2 separate regions of the Sus scrofa genome follow, and region 1 is linked to region 2. A link is a contact called in public Hi-C data. All regions are on one chromosome and are shown on one strand. Each heading gives the region's core, a stretch centred on a gene start, on an enhancer-like site or on the middle of the called end of the contact. The rest is flanking DNA. Distances are from core to core; before and after follow the strand shown. Region 1 overlaps ITGB5 (integrin subunit beta 5). Region 2 holds the start of ITGB5 (integrin subunit beta 5).

Region 1 (4,321 bases), core at 225-2,724, 52 kb before region 2:
CTAGAAGGGGCCATGACAGAACAAAGGTACCAGGGAGTCACCAGGTAGAAAAGCCAACTCAGCAGAAACATGCACCTGCAATTTGGAAGGAACCTCAGAGTTTGGCTCGTCCAGGCTCCATCCAGTGCAGGGACCTCTCGTCTGGAGTCCCCACTACATTGGCTTGGGGCCACTCACTGCCACATCTGGCAGCCGGCCCTGCCACTGAGCAGAGATCTCTGTTAGAAAATTCTCCCTTGCCTGGAACTCAAACCTGTGTCCCTGTGGCCCCCCACCCCCAGCTTGGCCCCTGGAACAGCCAGAAGCCTCTCCTCCGTCCTCTATAGTGATGTCTGAGGTCAGGTAACCCATGTCTTCCTCCTGGTTAACCTTGAACCACTCCTCAGAGGATGTTTCCACCCCGCGCCATCCGCTCACACCTCTCTGCTCTCTAGCTATCCATGTGAGTCTTAACCAGGCCCAGAGGCAGGTGTGGTTCCCGGGGTGCGGTCTGGCTGCCAAGAAAGGCAGGGCTGGGGCTGCACCTGCAGCCCTGCAGGCATGTCCTATGTGTGGCAGCTGAATCTTCTGAAAGGCTCCCACTGAGCTTGTGGGTCCCGAGATCCATTTCCTAGTGACTTGTTTATACACAGGGCCCTCAGCAAAGCTTGGCAAACGTGAGAAAGAGGCTCAGGGACGCCCTGGGGAGGGTGTAGGGGAGAGCCTGGAACAGTGATTCCTGGGAATCTGAGAAAGCTCAAGTCCCCGTCAGCTGCCTTAGGGGACACAGGTGGGGGGGTCCACGACAATGTGGCTGGCTCTCTCACATCGGTTTGCTTGTTCTGAGACAAAGCCCATAATATTCTCTCTGGTTGACAGTCGTCAATACAGGGAAGACCTAGAAAAGATGCTGTCTAGGGCGTGGTTTCAGTGAGGACAGAAATACTAGCCTTAAACGATGGGGTTCTCTGTTCTTGACATCTGTAAGTAAAACTGATGGTCATCCAAACACCTGGGCCCTGCAGCCAGATGTGGACACAGCCCATGGGCCCCAGTTGTCACTGGAGAGACGCCAGCCACAGGCTCCCTCACTGCTGAAGAGGACGCACCATCTGAAAAAGCGTCTCCACAGCTGTTACCTGTGAGAGCTGAACAGCAGAACCCATGATTCCAGGACGCCCTGAATTATGCATGAGAAGGCAGAAGGCATCGTTCCCTTTTCACAGATGGGGAAGTCGAGGGCAAAGACAAGCAGGCTCACTCAGAGGGCTGGGCCCCAGCAGTGCACCCACCTTGGGACAGTACCCAGGGCCTCCCGAGAAAACCCGAAGGCTGCCAGAGCCACATCACAACTCTTTCTGATAAACAGGAAACTCTCAGCACCAGAGAACAGAAGCACGTGCAGCTGTCATCCCCCCTCCCACCCCCGCCAGGACCAACTCAGTCCTGACTGTACCACTGGAAAACTGGGTCACGTGGGGAATCGAGCTGGCCCCTTAGAGGAGGACTTTGCCCTCTTTGGAAGCACATTCCTCCCTCCCTCACCTCTGCTCCTGTGTGGCCACAAGAGACAGCAGGCTCTCTCTAATGCCAAGGTTAAGAGCTCCGTCTTTGGAGCTGGGAGCAGGGATACCATTCCATCTCTGGCTCTTGTCATTTCTAGCTCTAAGACCTCTGAGAAGTTACTCAACCTTTCTAGGCTTGTTTCCTCATCAAAAGAGGACAAAGAAGCCACCTTTAAAGGATTAAGTAAAGCAAGCCTCGTGAAGTGCTTGGCATAGAGCCTGGCTCTCACAAAGCATTCAGCCAAAGGTAATCAATAACATCATCAGCATCAGAGCCTCAGGGCAAAATACGAGGAGGCAGAGAGACCAAGGTGACCGCTTGAAGGGGAAGAACACTGCAATGCAACCACTGGGTCCCAGGGGAGCAGACCTTCTAGAGAGTCTGTGCACCCGACTGGTACCTTAGATCTCTGTGCGGGCATCTGCCATCCAGTGGGAGTGCTGCTCACAGGGACAGGAGCTGTGGCGCGGTCATGTGTGCACCCATCACAGCAGCTACCGGGGCATCTCGCACACAGTAAGTGCCCAACAAATTCCTCAAAGTCATAACTAAAACACTCTATGCTGACCTTTCAGGCAAGCAGAGAGAGAGAACTGGTTTAGGGGGTAAAAAAGGAAAGGGGACCAAAGTGACCACCCGGGGGGGGCAGAACCTACAGCAGATCTGGGCTTGGGGACCAAGGAGTCTCAGTTCCAACAAGGCTGGATCCACTTTCCCCAGTCATGTGGACATTCATGCCTATTTCCGTCACTTTGTAACAATAAACATGTTCTTATTCCTAGTTTGTTTCTCCAGCTATGCAATGAAAAAATCTTTTTAAAAAAAACATCTATCTGTGGTTCAACTTAAGAAGGGCAAAAATGTCACCTTTCTTTCCTTAGGGAAAAGAAATCTCAGCCTGTGACTCAGGACGTAGACATTACTCTGGAGCCCAAGCCCCGACAACATGCGGTAGAACATGTCTGATGTAGCCGCTGTGGAGAGTCGCATCTGAACTAAAGAAAAACCTTTGCAATATATGAGGCTGAACCACATGAGGTTTCTATTTTTGTAGAAGAAACTATCGAAAGACAACCATCAAGTTTCATGAATAGACAAATGTCAATAATTTCACGCGGTTCCATCTCATGTTTACAAATAGGTTGTTCAACTTGCCTTCTAGTGGATCCGCAAGCTCAAATCAGATCCCTGAGGATGGGGGTTTTTTTGGGGGGGTTGTCCTCATCTTTAATTTTCTTCACTATACCTGCCATTGAGCACTTACTAGGCATGCAATAAATGCTCCTGAGTTGGAAAGTATTGCCAAGTAACAGTATTTCTGGTTCTTTTTTCCCCTTCTTTTCTTTTTAGGGCTGTACCTGTGGCATATGGAAATTCCTAGGCTAGGGGTCGAATCAGAGCTGCAGCTGCCGGCCTATGCCACAGCAATCTAAGGTACCAGTCAGGTGTCACAGCAATGCAAGATCCGAGCCCAGTCTGTGACCTACAGTGCAGCTCTCAGCAACGCCGGATGCTTAACCCATTGTGCAAGGCCAGGGATTGAACCTGCATATTCATGGATACTAGTCGGGCTCTTAGCCTGCTGAGCCACCATGGGAACTCCTCGTTCTGCTTTAATGGACTTGTGAAGCACATGTGAATGGCATGGAACTTGGTTTAACAGGAGGGTGGATGGAGCCAAGCAGCCAAGCAGACGTAGGGGTCTGGAGCTTCAGAAGTATAAAGGAATCAGTGAGAACAAAGCCATCTGTCTGTTCACCAAATATTCAAGGAGAACCTGCTGGGTGCAAGCAGTAAGCTCGGCGCTGGGGATATGCGGGGGTGAGAAAACAGACGTGGTTCCCTGCCTTCAGGAAGCAGCCTGTCTCAAAGGGGAGGCAGCCTTCCCTCAAGGAGTAGCTCAAGGAAAAAGAAAATGTAACTGGTATTGATATGGCCAAGGGCCTTGTGCACAGAGGCTCTGTCCTTTCCAGGAGGGTCCATCAGGAAAGACTTCCTGACCCACAGACAAGCAAGTGGAGGGCCAAACCCTAAGCAGGCAGAGATCAAATATTAAAACAAAAGGAGAAAGGCAGGGAGGGACGCACTGGCGGTGAAAATGCCGCGGGATATGTTGTCACATATCTGTCCAAGCCCATAGACTGCATACCGCCCAGGATGAACCCAGGGTCAACGACGGACTTTGCAAGAAAACGATGTGTCGACAGGGGTTCACTGATTATAACACATGTACCATTCTGGTGGGGGATGTGAATGGTGGGGGAGGCAGTACATAGGGGAGGTGGGTGTATGGAAATCTGTGTACTTTCTGTTAACTTTTACTGTGAACACAGACCTGCCCCTGAAAAATAAAGTCTAGAAGTTCCCATTGTGGCTCAGCGGTAACAAACCTGGGTAGTATCCATGAGGACGCAGGTTCGATCCCTGGCCTCGCTCAGTGGGTTAAGGATCCAGCATTGCTGTAAGCTATGGTGTAGGTTTCTGACTCGGCTTGGATCTGGCATGGCTATGGCTGTGGTGTAGACTAGCAGCTGCAGCTCTGATTCAACCCCCGGCCTGAGGGCTTCCATATGCTGCAGGTGTGGCCCTAAAAATACAAAAAAAAAAAAAAAAAAAAAAAAGAGTCTACACATTTAAGAAAGAAATGCAGGAATACAGGGGAGGAGTATTCCAAAGAGAGGCAACAGCATGTGCAAAGGGCCTCACATGAGTCAGAGCAGTGGACTCAGGGTCACGGGGGCTGGAACGCAGAGAGGAGCTGGAACGCAAAGGGCAG
Region 2 (4,631 bases), core at 1,613-4,112:
TCTCACCACAGACCAGGGGAATCGTGGTGCCGGGGGAGTGCTGCCAACAGGCGTGAAGTAAATAGGATAAAGGGCTCTCCTAGGATTTAGAGCCTTCCAGTGTGCAGGGCATTCACTAAAAGAACATTTGATTTTTTTTTCTTTTTAATAAACTATGATAACAAACATGACTCCAGCTCTGGAGCCCGATCAGTGCCACACTCCTCCCCACTTCTTAGTAGAGAGCAAGAGCCTCACCCCAGAGAAACTCTTTTCTGACTGTGTGGGAAGACCTGTCTGGAGGCCCTCCACAAGGCGAAAATAAGAGCAGATGGGGTGGGGGGGCAGCCTGCCAGGGCTATGTTTGAAATGAACCCCCTTAAATTAAAAGACTGTTTCCTGCTGGAGTAAACACACAGATGAAAGTGTGGTGCAAGCAGTAGAAGGGCAACTTGGCCACTGATCTAGGGACTCCCAGGCAGGCATGACCCTGCAGATCACCGTTGGGTTTTTTTTTTTTTTAAACTGGGTAATGAAGGTTTTTCTTTCGAATCCTGTTTCTAGTAGCAAGACGGAAACAAACTCTGGAGAAAGTACCCTGCAGTGCTTCAAGAAAAAAAAGATAAGGGAAGGAAAAGAAAAACTCTTGTTTCAAACTATGCAGCTGGCTCAGCAACACTGGGAACCTAGGAGAGAAATCACACAGATATGTGTCAACCCCTCCTAACCTTGAGAAGCTCCAGGGCACTAAGAGGGAGGTGGCCAGGTCTGAAGGCCAAGGACAGCCTTGCTCTACCACGGCTCTGCTGCTCCACGGCTCGAGGACTGGCTGAGCTCTAAGCAACGGCGGCAGAAGAAAGGAGCACTGAAAGAGGTGGGATTAAATGGCCGTGGCTCAATGCTTTTTTCTCTTCCTAAGCTGCACCATGTGGGACAAAGGGCTCTGGACCAAAAAGCTATGAGGCTGATGGACAAGGGCAGTGGGCAAATCACTTCGCCCTCTTGGGCCTGCTGGAAAAATGAAGATCATGAAGAAGATGTATTTGAACTTTGAAAAACAGAAATCACAATGCAAATGGAAAATAATGTATTGAAAGAATTCCTTGCAACTGGAAGTGTTTAAGTTTTTATTAGAATCACAGAACGTCAAGCTGTAAGGGAATAAAGAAGGCATCTCCTTCAGCAATTGCCAAACTTCTGGATTTCACAGGTCATTAAGATTTAAAAACAACAGCAACGAAGAAGAGGAGGTAAAATGTTTATAGGACTGCCAGGTTTTTTAATTCTTGCCCAAATGGAAAACTACCCTTCATTAACAGTACATATTACTAAAAGAGGTTTTCTCACCAAAAATATAAAAAGAAATAATTTGAAATTAAAGGCCAGTCCATGTGAAGCAGGGGACTGTTGGCAACGATATACTACTCCTGTATGTGACTCAGGCTACATCCTCCTCTTTGCATTTCCCTGGGAACCCACAAAAACATCAGTGATCTGGCACTGGCTGCCAGATGGTGTTTGCAAACCACTGATCTACTTCAAGCTCTGGCGTGATAAAAGAAACCTGCTACAGTAATAAGTTTGAGTTGGGGGTCAGAAGAAAGTTTTAGTTTGCCCAGACCCTTCCTGCCTCCCAAAGAGAAACCTCCACTGCCTTTACATAAATGAGACACCATAGGGAAGAGCCCTCCCCTTCCCTCGAGCGTCAGACACCTGGTTCACAAGACCAACGTATAGTATCTCGAATTCGCAAGTAAACAAAGCATCTCAACACCATTATCTCCTACAGGAAACGAGAAAATTTGGAGCTTCCTGCTTTTGGAGGGGACGGAGTGCAGGTAGCTCATCTGCCTGGCAGCCCCAGCGCCCAGCAGAGCATCCTCCCTCTGGGGCCTCCCAACAACCCGCCACATCCAGCCCTCTCCCAACTTCGAAAACTTAAAGCAGGTTAACTGAGGGCTCCTCACCCAGCCGCCAGCCCAGGGCAGTGCCCTGCGAGGGCAACTGCACACCCGCTGCCCTCTGCTCCAGAATCCTTCAAAATCAGGGAATGTGCTGCCCGGAGTGTTCATAAACCGCAGGGTACAGCCAGGCAGAAGTTGTCAGATCTGGATGTTCCAGGTGGGGATGTGGTTTGGGGCCCAGGTCTCCCCCTCGGGTGTGCAACGGCTTGGGGGAAGGGGGGGTATATCTTCACAGGAAGGCGGCCGGCCTAGGAGCGGTGAAACTCTAGAATCCGCTAAGGGGCACCGGCACCTCCAGGAGACGAACCCTCAGGAGAAGCCGTGGCCCCACGCTTTGGCTTCAGAGAAGACTCCAAGTCACGCGCCTCCAGGTGCCCTTCGATTCTCCAGGGACCAGGGCACCGGGGCATCACTTGGCGCCTCCCTGCACCCGGGCCGCCCCGAGCCGGCCACAAGGGCCGCTTTGTGCCAGGGAGTGCAGAGCCCGGATCCCGACGCGGGGCGGCAGGCGGCGGCCCTCCCCGCGCACTGGGCGCGGGCGCACGCAGGCTGGGTCAGCAGACGGGCAGGGCTGTTTACACAGGAAGGCTCCTCCTTGCCCGGGAGGGGGCTGGAGGCCGAACGACTGCCCTCAGGGGCTGCGGCGGACCCCGCGCGCGGTGGCTCACGCAGTTCGGGAGCCGTCCACCCGGCCGTCCCCGGCGGCTAGCCACCAAGGAGTGCCCTGGGGACGCCTCTACTTTCAGACAACAGCCCCGGCCTCGGAACCTCCGAGACGCCCGCGGGCGGCTGGCTGCGCCACAAAGTTTCCTTCGGCACGGCGGGCGGCGCGGCTTACCTGGGAGCCGGGGCACGAGCGCGCAGAGCCCGAAGAGGCAGGCGTACAGGGGCGCGGGGGAACGCGGCATGGTGGGGCTCCCGGCTCAGCGGCGGCGTGCGGCGGGGGCCGGGGCGCGGGGGCGGAGGGCCGGGGGCCGCGGCCGAGTGGGAGGCGGGGGCAGCTGAGCTGGCCCGCGCCCTGCCGCCACCATCCCTCCCGCAGCGCTCTCGCCGCCCAGTCCCAGAGCCGCCGCTGCGCCGGCTCGCCGGCCGGGACGCCCGGGGTGTCGCCGCTCGGGACGGCCCCGGAGGGCGGCTCTGGGCAGGCGGATCGGCAGGCTCTGCGCTACGGCGGCGACTCTGGCTCCGGGACGCGCCCCGCGCTGAAGCTCCCCTGCGCGCCGGCACACTCTGCCCGTCGCCTCCGCCCCTTCCCTTCCTCCCTCAGGCCCGCTGGGGTCCACTTTCCTCCTCTCCTTTCTCCTCCCCTTCTCTCCCCTTCCCGGCCCCCGCCCGACTGCCACTCGGTCAGTTTACGGCGAGGCGGGGCTGCGCGAGCTCCGCCCCGCGCGGGGACCGGCCCGAGATTGGAGGCCGAGGGCGTCCAGGTGGGAGCTGCTTCCAGCGCACCTGGGGGCGGGGGCGGGGGCCGAAATCGCGAGGTGGGTTTCGGCGGAGCTTTGGTAGCAACTGGAGGCTACGGGAAGGGGGCGGAGCCGGCTCCGCAGGCTGGCGGAGGTTGCTTGGAGTTGGTGAACTTCAGCAGGGAGAGCGGGTCTGGGGAAATCGTCCTAAGGCGGTGTCGCCCTCCCAGAGCCGGGCTTGTCACGGCGAGGCGACGCCTTCGGTGGGGAAGAGAAGGCGCATGGGGCGTGGAGGCACTCATACAACACACTTTCCCCTCATTAAAGTTTTGCCCCGTTCTCGGATTGGAGACGGGCCAATATGTCGCTAGTTTGTGTTTCCCTTATCTCGATTCACCGGAGGTTTCCTTGAAGCCAAACTGCTGTTAAATTAAAAAACCAGATGCTTTGGCTTTTACCTTATCCTTACAGCTGAGCTGTAAAGTGAGGGGTGGGAGTGGGGAGCTTATCTATCTCCACCCCCCACCCCCAACAACACCTGCAAAGTACTAGGTGGGCTTAGGTTGGGCCATGACGAATGGATTGAGACTGGAATGATTTATAGGCAAAAGGAGAAGAGGCCGCCTGCGTATAGAAGGAAATAATGGGATGCCTAACACGTGCAGAGAGCACTGTGCTAGCCAGGCACTGAAATGTAAATACCGTGTTAACTCCTGCAATCCTCCCCACAACCCTGCTGTTATCCAGATGAGAAAACTGAGACACATAGGGGTTAATTGCCAGAAGAAGTACATTTTCCAAAAGTTCAAAATGCCTTGACTGAAAACAGAAGAAGGAACAAAGGAATCTGACCTTTACAGGTCAGGCACCAGTTGGATAGACGGCTCCCAGGGGACAGGCAGGGGAAAGTTCTAACTGCCCAGATTAGGGAATTTGGGGTTTAATTGTGCTCTCCCACCCCAAACTTTCCCAAGATGGTGCCCTGATGCCAGAGAAAGTAAACTTATTCCTGTGGCATAGAGTGCACAGAGGCCAAGCTCCAAATTCCACTTGAAGGCCAGTATTTCATCCTTAAACTGCATGCAGATATCATCATACTCTAAATATCTCCCATGTTTATCCTGATGTAAGAGTCATGTTTGTCCCCATTTTCCAGTAAGTGTGGTGCTGCAGAGGCTCCCCCTAGTTTATCTTGGGTCTTTCTGCCTCAGCAGGGTGGCCTGGGGGCTACTCTTTTTTTGAGAGGCAATGATTATAAATAATGGGCAGCCAGTGAAAGAGTTTG

The links. A called contact is a pair of places that touch in the nucleus more often than the background predicts.
Region 1: a contact with region 2 is called in a Hi-C map of liver, with 5 times the contacts expected there. The contact joins the enhancer-like site here to the promoter of ITGB5 in region 2. A contact is called at or near these places in 6 of 47 Hi-C or Micro-C datasets (embryonic fibroblasts, epiblast stem cells, fetal heart ventricle and 3 more) and 1 of 2 datasets of contacts at active chromatin or transcription factors (skeletal muscle).

The regions. Positions count from the first base shown.
Region 1 is chr13:135,517,249-135,521,569 of Sscrofa11.1, reverse strand. All of the region lies in intron 5 of ITGB5 (integrin subunit beta 5), which reads right to left. Among named protein-coding and RNA genes, the nearest start is that of ITGB5, 51 kb to the right of the region's middle. Within about 2 kb of position 1,474, at least 11 of the 83 cell types and tissues checked have an H3K27ac peak or open chromatin away from gene starts, as enhancers often do. A contact at or near this core is called in liver, where this site is marked.
Region 2 is chr13:135,466,342-135,470,972 of Sscrofa11.1, reverse strand. ITGB5 (integrin subunit beta 5) reads right to left here and starts at 2,862. Exons shown (of 15, transcript NM_001246669.1): 1 at 2,782-2,862. The coding sequence starts at 2,851.